Regions from separate parts of the Sus scrofa genome. Here regions 1 and 2 are each linked to region 3. A link is a contact called in public Hi-C data. All regions are on one chromosome and are shown on one strand. Each heading gives the region's core, a stretch centred on a gene start, on an enhancer-like site or on the middle of the called end of the contact. The rest is flanking DNA. Distances are from core to core; before and after follow the strand shown. Region 1 has its middle 130 kb from the start of ATP6V0D2. Region 2 holds the start of ATP6V0D2 (V-type proton ATPase subunit d 2). Region 3 has its middle 70 kb from the start of C4H8orf59.

Evidence for each region. Hi-C and Micro-C count contacts between places; a contact is called where the count stands out from the background.
Region 1: a Hi-C map of liver shows a contact between it and region 3, with 2.8 times the contacts expected there. The contact joins two enhancer-like sites. A contact is called at or near these places in 1 of 5 promoter capture datasets (liver), 24 of 47 Hi-C or Micro-C datasets (alveolar macrophages, embryonic fibroblasts, epiblast stem cells and 13 more) and 1 of 2 datasets of contacts at active chromatin or transcription factors (skeletal muscle).
Region 2: a Hi-C map of liver shows a contact between it and region 3, with 2.1 times the contacts expected there. The contact joins the promoter of ATP6V0D2 here to the enhancer-like site in region 3. A contact is called at or near these places in 1 of 5 promoter capture datasets (liver) and 8 of 47 Hi-C or Micro-C datasets (embryonic fibroblasts, epiblast stem cells, fetal liver and 3 more).

Annotation. Positions count from the first base shown.
Region 1 is chr4:50,879,979-50,884,431 of Sscrofa11.1, reverse strand. No RefSeq gene overlaps it. Among named protein-coding and RNA genes, the nearest start is that of ATP6V0D2, 130 kb to the right of the region's middle. Within about 2 kb of position 1,626, at least 3 of the 83 cell types and tissues checked have an H3K27ac peak or open chromatin away from gene starts, as enhancers often do. A contact at or near this core is called in liver, where this site is marked.
Region 2 is chr4:50,746,571-50,751,001 of Sscrofa11.1, reverse strand. ATP6V0D2 (V-type proton ATPase subunit d 2) reads left to right here and starts at 1,629. Exons shown (of 8, transcript XM_003125581.4): 1 at 1,629-2,211. The coding sequence starts at 2,082.
Region 3 is chr4:51,396,955-51,401,140 of Sscrofa11.1, reverse strand. No RefSeq gene overlaps it. Among named protein-coding and RNA genes, the nearest start is that of C4H8orf59, 70 kb to the left of the region's middle. Within about 2 kb of position 2,655, at least 6 of the 83 cell types and tissues checked have an H3K27ac peak or open chromatin away from gene starts, as enhancers often do. A contact at or near this core is called in liver, where this site is marked.

The DNA of each region.
Region 1 (4,453 bases), core at 377-2,876, 520 kb after region 3:
GTTCAATCCTTGGCCCAGGAAATTTCTGCATGCAGGGAACATGGCCCCCCAAATAAAGAAAAAAGAGGGAAGTGACAGAAGAAACTGGAGAGGGAAGTATGTACGCACAAAAAGGCCTTGCACTTCATTAAAAAGAGTTATGTATTTATCCCAGTGGGCATGGGAAAGCACCAAAACTTCTTGAGCAAAAGAATCAGATTCTGTTTTATAAAGGTCTGCTGACACCATCATGAGAACTGAACGAATGATAACAGGTGAGAAGGTGGGTGAAGCAGAAGAGAGATGGTGAGATTGGTATGGTAGGCTGCTGAGAGAACAGGTAAGAGATGATGTTCTGATCTAGAGAGATTCAATTTTGACTCTGATTAGCTAAAATCAGATCATCTATATGAAATACTGAACAGAGAAACATTGGGCTAGAGGCATTACTTTAACAGATACTTATTTAGTACCTAGTGTCTGCTAGGAGATGCAGCAGTTGCCAGGGAGAGAAAGATAAACCCTCATTCTAAGAAAGCTCCAAGCCTGAGGAGTGAGACCAGTCAAGTCAACAGCATTGGCATCAGTGAGGTAAGAGCTATATTAAAGCTTAAGGAGTTTCCATTGTGGCTTTGTGGGTTAAGAACACAACATAGCATCCATGAGGATGCAAGTTCCATCCCTGGCCTTGTTCAGTGGGTTAAGATGCAGTGTCACCACAAGCTGTGGTGTAAGCTGCAGATGTGGCTGGGATCCAGTGTTGCCATGGCTATGGCATAGGCCTCCACTGCAGCTCCAATTGAACCCCTAGCCTGGGAACTTTCATATGCCTCAGCTGTGGCTATAAAAAGAAAAAAAAAAAAGGGCAAGAAAGGCTCTGGACACAATGATAGAGGATCTACATTCTCTGATTATCCCAAACACTAACTTCATAAGCGCTAGCATGTGTTTGAACAGCTCCTATGTGCCAAACTGTGGGTATGCCTTACATACACCATCTCCTTAAAGAGCAAGATACTAAAACTTACTTTTAAATGGTCTGTCTCCTCCCTCCAAATATCTTAACTACCCAACACTATTGTAACAAATTATGTTGTGGCTCATTTGTAATACACTAATTTCTTTTTCTTTCTTTCTTTCTTTCTTTCTTTCTTTCTTTCTTTCTTTCTTTCTTTCTTCCTTTTTCTTTCTTTTTTTTTTCTCAGCTACATTAAACACTTTATTTCTTTACCAATACTAATTTGAAGAAAATATGGTAATATTTGTTAAATCTGGTTTGGTAGATGTATAGATGTCTTCTCTATTATTTTCCATACTTTGCTGTGGAGTCCACTCCTTTCTGTGTGACTGAGAAATAGGACTTTTGTATTTCCCAGTTTTTCCCCATGGCTATGATTATCCAAAACACATGATTATGTTAATAAAAAAAAAGGCATTAAAGATAACCTTTTGCAAAGGTACACATTTGGACTGCTAATTACAGCAGCTTAATTTATATTGCTCCCATTTATGGTGGATTTAGCTCTTACTTAACAAGAGCTTAAGAAAACATTAACAGATTGCAAATCTTGTCCCTACTTTTATGCCCCAGTTAACAGCACAGCTGAATATTAACCTCCTAGTTTTATAGAGGACGGAGCCTGAGGTCACTTGGAGCAGCTTGTTCAATCAACAGGCCTGACATGCGTCATGCTGCTGGTCCTGCCACAGGTCCGGATGTAAAACTGGGTTCATTTCTTAAGGACACAACCAGGCTTCCCCTGTGTATCTATGCTGTACATTGCATGGATGTTGGAAGACATGATAATTGGCTGATAAACATTTATGTGGAGGTAAATCTAGCTTTATTTCAAATTGTCTCTGAGATCCTCAGACAACAGATGTCTGTGACAACACCTTTGTCAGTGAAAAGATTTTCTGTTTTACACTTTACATATAATTTTATTCAGTTAAAAGAAACAGGTTTTTATGAGCTGCAAAAGTCCTCTGGTCCCAAGACAATGATCCATCTGCCATCCATGCAAGTTATTTTCATGGCATCAATATTTTTCCCAACTAAACAGCAAGTTCCCTAAAGGCAAAAACATGTATTATATTTATTCTGCAAACCCTAATATGGTACACATGAGATGTGGACAAAATACTCCTGCATTTGGCTTTGCTACTTGTCATCTGTACGTCTTTAGCAAATTCCCTTCACTTCCCCAAGCTTCAGTTTGCTTATGTGTCAAAAGAGGGAATAATACCTTTTGAAAACTAAATTAGATAATAAATTTAAATGATGCTCTGTAAACCTAAATAAATTACCAAATATCATCTAAATTACATTACTAGTACAGGTATTACTGAGTATTATACCCATATAAGTATAATCTTGCTATTGATGATTAAGAGGAACCAGCGAAAACAAATTCCTCTTGTATCTTATGTGGAAAAACTCTCAGAGGTAGAATTTCTGAAAGGAGAAAAAATTTTGCTTTAGATGATTTGTACAGCACTGTCATTTGTGACAATGTCCTTACATTTTTATGATAATAGCAATGATATCAATTATGTCCAGAGATTATAGTGTGGAGGAAATCTATGATATTTATCAAGAAATAAGTTTTTTAACTCAAAATACTGTCCATCATTTGTATTACAATTAGGAAAAAAGGGCAAGAAATATACTTTTCATTACCAAAAATGAAGGAGAAAGGAGATTTAAAGTACTAAAAAAAAATGGAGTTCCCGTTGTGGTGCAGTAGAAATATATCCAACTAGTATCCATGAGGATGTATGTTCAATCCCTGGCCTCACTCAGTGGGTTAAAGATCCAGCATTGCTGTGAGCTGTGGTGTAGGTTATAGACATGGCTCAGATCCTGTGTTGTTTTGGCTGTAGTGTAGGCTGGCAACTGCAGCTCCACTTTGACCCCTAGCCTGGGAACTTCCATGTGCTGTGAGTGGGGCCCTGAAAAGCAAAAAAAAAAAAACGTTTTATCTCAACCTTAGAAGGGAAGACAGCTAATGGATTTATTTCCACCAATGTATCTATCATCTTTATCATTTAAGGTCAGAGATTCCATAGCAGCGTGTCTTCTATTTAACCCACTGTAAGCAAGACAGCTAGTATCTTTCCTGAGTTGGTGCTCAGCTGGAGCTGTCCACTTCCTCCAAATAAGAACATATTGTAGTGGGAATTCCTGTTGTGGTTCAGGGGGTTAAGAACATGACATAGTGTCTGTGAGGTTGAACCTCGTTCAGTGGTTTAAGGATCTGGCTTTGCCACCAGCTGCAGCGTAGGTCAAAGATACCACTCAGCTCCAGGGTTGCCAAGGCTATGGCTTATGTTGGGGAGCATGGGGAGTGAGAGAGGTGAAAGGAAGTAATGCTACATTAGCTACCTGACTCTAAAGAGCATTTTACAAAATGCTCACAGGAATTTCCGTGGTCTTTATAGACCAACCCCTCCCAGACTTGATAATTAGGGGATTTTCTTAAGGATTTGTCTGCTAAGTATTTCCTTGACTAGCTACTGCTTTTGTTTGTTTTCTTACTAACTTTACATTTTCCTTATGCAAATAATTTTGAATTGTGTTCATTTTTATTAACCTTAATCAATGGCATTATAAAAGGGTAACAATGGCCACAGGGTACCTTATGTCTGGCTTATTATCAGCACTGTGGAGATGACTCTTTTGCATTTGGGAGGTCCTGAGTGACCCACTTGGTGAATAGCCACCAAAATTATAGTATGTGAGTTCTCTGGTAGCTCAGCATGTTAAGGATCTAGTGTTGTCACTGGCTGTGGCTTGGGTCACTGCTGCTTCAGGGGTGCCATCCTTGGCCCAGGAACTTCCATGTGTCTCATGCACCAAAAAAAAAAAAAAAAAAGAAAAAGAAAAAAAAATTATAGTGTGTGGTTCCCAAAGATACTGTAAGTAAAAGAAAACCCTGCCATTTCTCTCCAGTCATAGAATCCAACATGTATTTTCCTCAGTAAAGAGGACATTTTCAACAGCAGATAACACATGGTGTCACAGGCCCTTAAAACACTACTTTTCATTTATAGACTAATTTTATTCCTTTGAAAATCAGAGATACCAGAGTGGCTCTAAATGCCATCTGAAGAGTCTCTTTTTCCTTATCGTCTACCAAAAACATCTAAGTCCCTGATGCCAAACTATTCCCAACTCTGAAATCATATGGTTTTTTTTATGAAAAATTAATTATCTCAAGTTTTAAAGACACATCCAGAGCTTTATTATTGATCACTTTGGTTGAAAATAAGGCATCATATTCTGATATCAAATGACCAATAATACTATAATTATACATTCTTTATATATCCAATTAAGGATTGATTCCTTAATTGGGGTAAAATTATTTTCAAGTAAATGAATAATCATTTATATTTACAGTAATGCATCCTGAAAACTTGTACTGAATCCTTTCTATGTTTTGTACTAAACAGATTATCTAGCACAACTTGG
Region 2 (4,431 bases), core at 380-2,879, 650 kb after region 3:
ACACTTTTAATTTTAATTTCCATTAATGGCATTTTCTGCATCACTTTTTTTTTTCTTGGCTGCTCTGAGGCATATGGATTTCCCAGGCTAGGATCAGATTTGAGCTGCAGTTGCAAACTACTTGACAGCTTCAGCAATACTAGTTCTTTTAACCCACTGTGCCAGGCTGGGGATCAAACCATTTGCTGGTGCTGCAGAGATGCTGCCGATCCTGCCACAGTGGGAACTCTTTCATCACTATTTTAATTCTGAACAATAACCAGCAACAAATCAAACCCTAATTTGTAGCTTTTGCCTCTTTTCATGGTGGAAAACTCCCACTATGGTCCCCTCTAAGCTACCATTGGGACATCATGAAACCCAGAGTTGCATGTACCCTTTTAGACAGAATATCTACCATATACATACAAGAGGTATAAATTACCTCAAGTGCATAAATAAAAGTAATTAGGAAATGATGTCTTTGTTTTAATAATTTATTTATTTGATTGTAAGTTTGTATCAAATTGAACTATATAAAATTGCTGTTATGCAACTTTTTTTTTTTTTTTTTTTTTTTTTTTTTTTTTTTTTTTTTTGCATGTGGAAATTACTAGGCCAGGAATCAAACCCAAGCCACAATTGCAACCTATGCCACAGCTGCAGCAATGCTGGGTCCTTAACCCGCTGCATCACATGTGAACTTCCACGATCATTTTTTTAATTTACCAAAGTGGTAAATTCATATATAATTCAATCTAAAACATACCCAGGGAGTTTGGGTGTGTGTGAGTTTGAGTATGCTTTGAGTTTTGAGGTCAAGTTTTGAGTCTGAATTTGAGTTTTGAGTTTGAGTATGTTGGGGGGAGGGTTGGATAATGAAAAAGAAAATAATAACTTCTGTTTATTGAATACGTTCAAAGCTCTACACTGTTTGGTTCTCTGTGATTTCCAACAACTAAAACAGAATTTACATTGACTCAATCATACCGAGCTTCTTTCAGTTTGGAAATATTGAGAAGAGACTGGCGAATTTCTGACCTTTCAGTTAAGAATTTGGCACAACATATGTGAAAGTGAAATACTACATATGTGAAATTGTGATCAGGATCTGTCATATACAGAAGTTCCCAGACCAGGAAATGAACCCATGTCACAGTAGTGACCAGAGCCACAGCAGTGAAAATGCCAAATCCTCAACTGCTAGGCCACCAGGGAACTCTATATTTGATAGAATTTTTGAGCTAAGCATAGAGGAAAACTAACACTCTTTTTTGGCGCATGAAACAACAATTAAGTCCTGGCTTAAATAAACTGCATTCTGAGCTGCCTCAGGGCTTCTGAGAGCTGGTTCCTTATTTGGAATGTGGGTAATACTATCATATTAGTATTTTTCAAAGGTAGTGGCTTATTACTATAGAATCACAAGACTGTGTACCTGCTCCCAGGACTGTTTTCTGGTCTCTGCGCCTAGACTGGGGGTGGGGAGAGAAGCAGGTACCAGGCTTTGGCCAGGTTAAGGCATTCCTGGCCTTTTGTTTTACAAACACCCCATGCTGCTGAACTAGCTTCTCCAGGATCTCCAAACTGCCTACTTGCCTTTGATCTATTTACATTAAGTTAATTTTTTAAAGCCCTTCCTTTCTTTTTAATAGTTCTCAAGATGTTTAAAACTAATGTCATTTACAATGGAAACCTCAGAAGCTTACATGGGAAGAAAAGTTTACAAAATGTTCAGTTGTAGCAGGGGTTCTAGTAGCGAAGCTGGGAAGGCGCTAGTTGCTCTGGTAGGGAAGGAGCAGAGCCCTGACCCGCCCTCACCTGACCTCCTCCCCCGCCTCATAGCAGGGGTTTGGTTCCTGGGTTCACTAAGGTTATCTAGCTGATTCACTGTTGAGGTAAAAACAGGACTGAGCTCATGGTGTTGAAAGCCACTGAAAGCGGAGGAAACTAGTCATGAAAACCCTGACTATCAGCTGAGAGATCACTTCCCAATAACTCCTGGCAAGAGCTAAGTACTTTTCTCCAGGCTGGTGCACGTCTTCAGGGCTGGTCAGGACACAGAGCTGTTTCAGCCTAGGTGGGCAGTGATTGCTTCCTCCATGTTTGAGGGCGCTGAGCTGTACTTCAATGTGGACCATGGCTACCTGGAGGGCTTGGTGCGAGGGTGCAAAGCTGGCCTCCTGACCCAGCAGGACTACATCAACCTGGTCCAGTGTGAGACTCTGGAAGGTAAGTGCTACCCTTTTCACCTTAAAAAAAAGGTGTGTGGGGTGGGGAAGCGGGGGCGGGGGGGGGGGGGGGGGGGGGGATGGACGACTGATGCTGCCTGCTGGAAGCTAGATTGGGGGCTTTAGTCTCAAGGCCTGAGAGTTCTGGGTAGGCTCTTATTCTCAAGGCCAAGACTTCAGGGCTACATGAACTTGGAAGAGCAAAAAAAAAAAAAAAAAAAAAAAAAAAAAAAAAAATTACATCTCTATTTTCGTTATTCCCTAAGTGAAATTTAGCATTTCCTTTTATGACTGCAAGCAACAAATCACAGTAGTTAAAACTTTTGTCACCAATAAAAGGCAGTATGTTCATATCCTTATACAGTTCTTGCAGATACCTTGAAATATCATTTATATTTTCACTATTACAAAATTATACTAGATTTGCACTCCTCCTTGATATTTCATGTCTTAATAAAGAAGCACGTTATATAAATTTTAAATATCTTAACTATATTTTAATATATTTAGTGTCCTTTGAATACTATATATTTTCATTGTACATATTATTTATAAATATTATTTGGAGAATGATTTTACCAAACTGTCCAATGAGCTATAGTTAAGAAACCCCCAAAACCTTGGTCTAGAGAATTTTATTCTATCTCATTTCTCAGTATCTATTAGTATGAGAGTATGTATATTTGAGGTTTTTTTTTAAATAAAGCTTAAGAAAAAAAATCAAGAGACATTGGCATGGGAGTTCTCATTGTGGCGCAGTGGAAAAAAATCTGACTACTATTGCATGAGGATTCAGGTTCGATCCCTGGCCTCGCTCAGTTTGTCAGGGATCCGGCATTGCTGTGAGCTGTGGTGCAGGTAGCAGATTCGGCTCGGATCCCATGTTGCTGTGGCTGTGGCTGTGGCTGGCGGCTGTAGCTCCAATTCAACCCTCAGCCTGGGAACTTCCATGTGCTGCAGGTGCAGCCCTAAAAAGCAAAAAAAAAAAGAAAGATTGTGAGGTTGTGAGGATGGTTGTACAACTATAAATAAAATAAAATTCATTGAATTATTATATTAAAAAGATATTAGTATACACCCAGGAAATCATCACCACAATCTATGCCATAGACCTATCCATTTACCTCCAAAGTTTTTCTCTTGCCCTCTGTGTATGTATGTGTGTGTGTGTACTATAGGCTCTAGGATTTACTCATCTTGTATAACTGACACTTTGTATTCTTTGACTAATAGCTCACCATTTCCCCCTCCTTTCTGGAAATTACCTTTAAGCTACAGTATTTCCAAAACCTTATCAAAGATTTCACATACCAAATACAGTATTTTCATTATTAAAAACAGCTACCTTCCCTTATTTTAAAACATGCTTATAAAATCAATATAATAATGTCAGTAGTAAGGTGTTTTAAAACTTCCAGATTATTCTAGAAAAAGCAAGAAAGCAATAAGGATCAAGACTGCCGGCAAGAGTAGTAGAAGGCCAAAACCAAAACAACAAACGTGAAGATGAATTTGAAGGTTTCTCAAGTAGAGCTGAGGTCCCTGAGGTCACTTATTTTTTGTTCTGACCAGTTAAAGCCAGAGTTAAGGCAAAACTGTCCAAGGTGACAGAGACCCTCTCCTTCATTAGAGACAGAAACAGCTAGACAGATCTTATAGATGAAAACTAATTCTGTTGGCTAGAAATAATCACAATATAGCCCCAAATCCTAAATCATTTCAGCATATTTAATTAGGAGTTTGGTGCCTGGAAGATGTTAATTATGTATAGAAAATTGTTATAAATTGAGGCAGAAAAAATTAATGAACACAGGGCAGAATGAGTGCTTCTGAGAGAAGCCATTTGACTGAATTCTAAATAGTGTTCAGTCAAGCTTTTAAATGGGCTGAGGAATGCAAACTTAAACACAAACAGTACGTAAAATATCTTCATGATACAAAACAAGGTTTAGCCAAGCTCACTAAAAAATTCAGAAAGACACTACACTCAGTTTCAATTTGGGAGAGAAGGAAAAGTTTCAGAGCCTTTTGAACACCTGAAAAATGAACTTTAAAAAAAAAAACAGGTGCCTACACATAGGATTTTCCATATAATATCAGGGGGTCATGGACCACCTGAAGTCACCCATCTCCCTGGGTAAGAAACCCTGCATATACACCTCGACTTTATTAAGTTATATCTCATGGTTGCTACCTTTCTTTCTTCCCAGTAATATTTTTT
Region 3 (4,186 bases), core at 1,406-3,905:
TAAAAGCCAGAGTCCTTAAAAGAGCTGGTGGTGCGCTGCAGGATCTGCGGGTGGCTGCCTCTCCATCCTCACCCTCTGCTATCTTCTCACTCACTGCACCCCATCACTGACACACATCTACAGTTCTGCAAACAGGCTTTTCTGGCCTTTCCCCTCTGATGCTCTCTTCGCTTGGGACACCCTTTCCTGGATCCTTACATGGACCAATCCCTCATTCAAATGCTACCCCCTCAAAGAGGCTTCCCCTGAGGCACCTGTTACTCTCTTTCTCCTTACCCTGATGACTTTCTAATAGCACTTGATGTAGCATAGTGTAGTTCATTTCTAAAAACATCTGTCTGTTTCTCCTACTAGAATGCTAATTTTTTTTGTTTGTTTGTTTTAGCTCATGTGGCATGCAGAAGTTCCTGGTCCAGGGATTGAACCTGTACAACAGTAGCAACTCAAGCTTTTGCAGTCACAATACCAGATCCTTAACCTGCTGCACCACAAGGGAACTCTAAATGTTAACCTCCTTAGAAACAGGGATTTTATTTTGTTAATCAGTGTTCCTAGCATCAAAGTAGTCCTTGGCACATGATAGACATCAATAAATACTTATTTAATGAACAAATCAATAGTTTTCATGCATATTTAAAATAACATAGTCAAAGGGTACAAATTTGCAACTAGATGATGAATACATTCTGGAACATAGAGATTGTTGTCAGTAATACTGTGTTATATATTTCAAAGTTGCTCAGAGAATAGACTTAAATGCTCTTATCATAAAAAAATGAAATGATAATTATGGAACATGAGAGAGGTATAAGCTAATGCAATATACAAATGTATCAAGTCAACACATTTTACACCTTAAAATCACACAATGTTTGATATTTTTCTTTCTTTCCTTTTCTTCTTCTCTGTTATTATTATTTTTGCTTTTTAGGGCCACACCTGCAACATATAGAGGTTCCCAGGCTAGGGGTTGAATCAGAGCTGTAGCTGCCGGCCTATGCCACAGCCACAGCAATGCAGGATCCAAGCCGCGTCTGTGACTTACACCGCAGCTCACAGCAATGCCGTATCCTTAACCCACTGAGCAAGGCCAGGGATCGAACCTGTGTCCTCATGGAGCCTACTCAGATTCGTTTCTGTTGAGCCACGATGGGAACTCCCACAGTATAATCTTTACTTTTCTGGAGTAGTTTTGTGCTGCTGAAGAAGACTGGGTGTAGGCTATTTTTTTTCTTTTTCTTTTTTTTCATGACCACACCTACGGCATATGAAAGTTCCCAATCTAGGGTTGAATTGGAGCTGCAGCTGAGCCTGTGCCACAGCCACAGCAACACTAGATCCTTAACCCACTGAACAAGGCCAGGGATCCAACCTGCAACCTCATAGACACTATATCAGGTTCTTAACCCACTGAACTACAACGAGAACTCTCTGAGTGTAGACTTATATGTCAGCTTGGCATCATATAGAGTGTGCAGTGCTCCTTAAAAAAACTTTGACAAGATTTTTGCAGCCGAAGATGTGAGTTAGTACAATAATGCATATACATATATGTTCACAACTTATTTACAATCATGCTTTGGTGCTTTGAAAGGCTTCTTCAAGTTTTCATGCCATGTGCAAGAGTATAAATCTTACTGTCTAGTTGATTCACTTGCAGTCCCTCCCTCAGAGTTTAATGGATGCCATATTTTCAAACTGAGGCAGTCTTTCTGCTCTGGACACCAGATCTTCCAAAACAACACTGCTGGTGTGAGAGAAGCACTAAGAGAAAGGAAGCACAGGAGAGGATGGGGAGAAGGAGAAAGAGGTTCTTGCAGTAAATAGTCAGCATTTGAAAGGGAGAATATGTGGTGAAAGAAAAGGCATATTTTAACAGGAATTAAAAAATAAAACTTCAGGAGAGTTCCCACTGTGGCACAGTGGGTCAGTAATCCAGATTGTCTCTGTGGAGGGGCTGGTTCAATACCTGGCCCAGAGCAGGGGTTTAAGGATCCAGCATTGCTGCAGCTGCAGTGTAGTTCAGCAGTTCTGGCTCATATTTTATCTCTGGCCTGGGAACTTCCACATACCACAGGGGCAGCTAAAAATGGAAGAACAAACGAACAAACAAACCCCCCAAAACTTTAGGAAAAAAAATTGACGTGGGCATGATCTCTTTAAAGGATGAAAAATGAGGAAGTTATAGGGCAGCCCTGATCTGTTCCTATTGTTAACCCCCAGGTGGTGCTGTTGGAGAAGAAAAGCTGATTCCCTCTGGAAGTAGGCAGGCCACCAGGAGATTGCATACCATGGGCCTTTAACACAGAACCGACTTCGACCTGCTAGTGCTGGATTCCAGTCCCTTCCAAAGACTCCCTTGGCTTTACTTTTTAGTATGAAACAGAGAGCGTCGCATTTGTGTCATGAATAAGTCTGCCCATACGTGGGGTCCTGGAATTCCTTCTCTCTCTCTCTCTCTTTTTTTCTCTTTTGTTCTTAACTCCTTTCTCCCTTCTCCTGCAGGTGCATCTCCGGGCTACCATTCCCTCAGGGTGCATCCCTGCCACCAGCTCTTGGTAGCTCTTAATCCTCTGGGCACCATACCGATTCCACTGGGCTATTCCTCTGCCCCTGCCAAGGGAGAGAAAGCTGGGGAAGTACTCATTAACAGAAAACCTTTGATATATTTACCCTCTGTGTTCTGCCTCTGCTAAGCACACAATCAGAGGGAGCGGCCTCAGGTTGAAGCAAGTTTGTCTGTTAATTTCCTGGAGTCAGTGCTGCTTTCATGCTGGGTGGCTCTTAACTGGTGCTTCTATAAAGGTCGTCCTTTCCAGTGTTTCCTATCAATGGCAGAGTCTTAGCTGTGAGTTGTTCTCCTTCTATGCAAAAGGGATGGACTAGATGTGGGCCGGGGGTGGTGGGGGCGGGGGGAAGGGTCTTACAGCAGTGCTCAGGGTCTGTTAGCAGGTATCAGAATTACTTATTAAAATCTTTTTTCTCAGAGTTCCCTGGTGGCCTAGTGATTAAGGATCCAGCATTGTCACTGATGTGTAAAAAAAAGAAAAGTTTTCTAGAGGTATCTGTGTTTGTACACATGGTCCTTTTCTTTGGCACCATCTCCCTCTTGGTAGAGTTAGATCACTTTCTTTTTTTTGGGTCCTTTCCCGCAGCATATGGAAGTTCCCAGGCTAGGGGTAGAATCAGAACTGCAGCCACTGGCCTTAGTCCACAGCCACAGCAATTCAGGATCTGAGCCATGTCTGTGACCTACACCATAGCTCACCACAATGCCAGATCCTTGATCCGCTGAGCGAGGCCAGGGATCAAATCTGCAATCTCATGAATACTAGTCGGGTTTGTTACTGTTGAGCCACAACCGGAACTCTAGAGACCATTCTTTCTTCAGTCCTCATTCTCTGTTGAATCAAGACCTCATTCCTGCCTTTGAGGCTCAAAGACTTCATTAAAGGCACTAACTCCTTGCTCACTTAGCTTTCTTCCCTCAGATCCCCTGTAGATCCATCTACCACACACATGCCTCCTCTCCTCTGGGGCCATTCTTCCAATTAGGGGAATTCAGAACCCAAAAAATTCACAAAAGTGTTCACCAAAAATTAAGGGAGCATAATTAGGATTTTTCTAGAGAAATCAGGTTCTTGCTTTCTCATCTAAGAGAAAAGTGGATTTTTTTTTTTCTTTAGCTTTTCTAGGAAAGGTAAAGGCTTTTGGAAAATCTTCAGGGTTTCTGGCCCTCCCCTCCCATATTGAATCATCCGGGGCCAATCTGAATACTTCATTCTGCACATTTTCAGATCTGAGGTTAAGGATAGTGGTCACAGAGGAGTACTCTTTCTCATCAGCAGGAAGGAGGAGTAAGTGCAAAGACTTGTGAGCCTTGGCTCTTGCTAATCTCAGGTCTCTTGCTAATCCACACAAAATGAGCATAATATTGACATAGTGAGTTTGCTGTGCATCTTAGACAAGAAGAGCTTAAAGGAATTATCACAGAGAAACTCAAGAAATCTTAGTGTTGGAATGAACACCATCTGTCAGCCAGGGCGATGGAAGAACAATCTAGTAGTTCCAGATTCCTTTTGGATTCAGGCACTAGATGTCACTGCTGGTGTTTGGTACTTTCCAAAAAAAAAAAAAAAAAAAAATGGTTTAAAAAAAAGTTCTAAAGGGAAAAGACAAGGGTGGC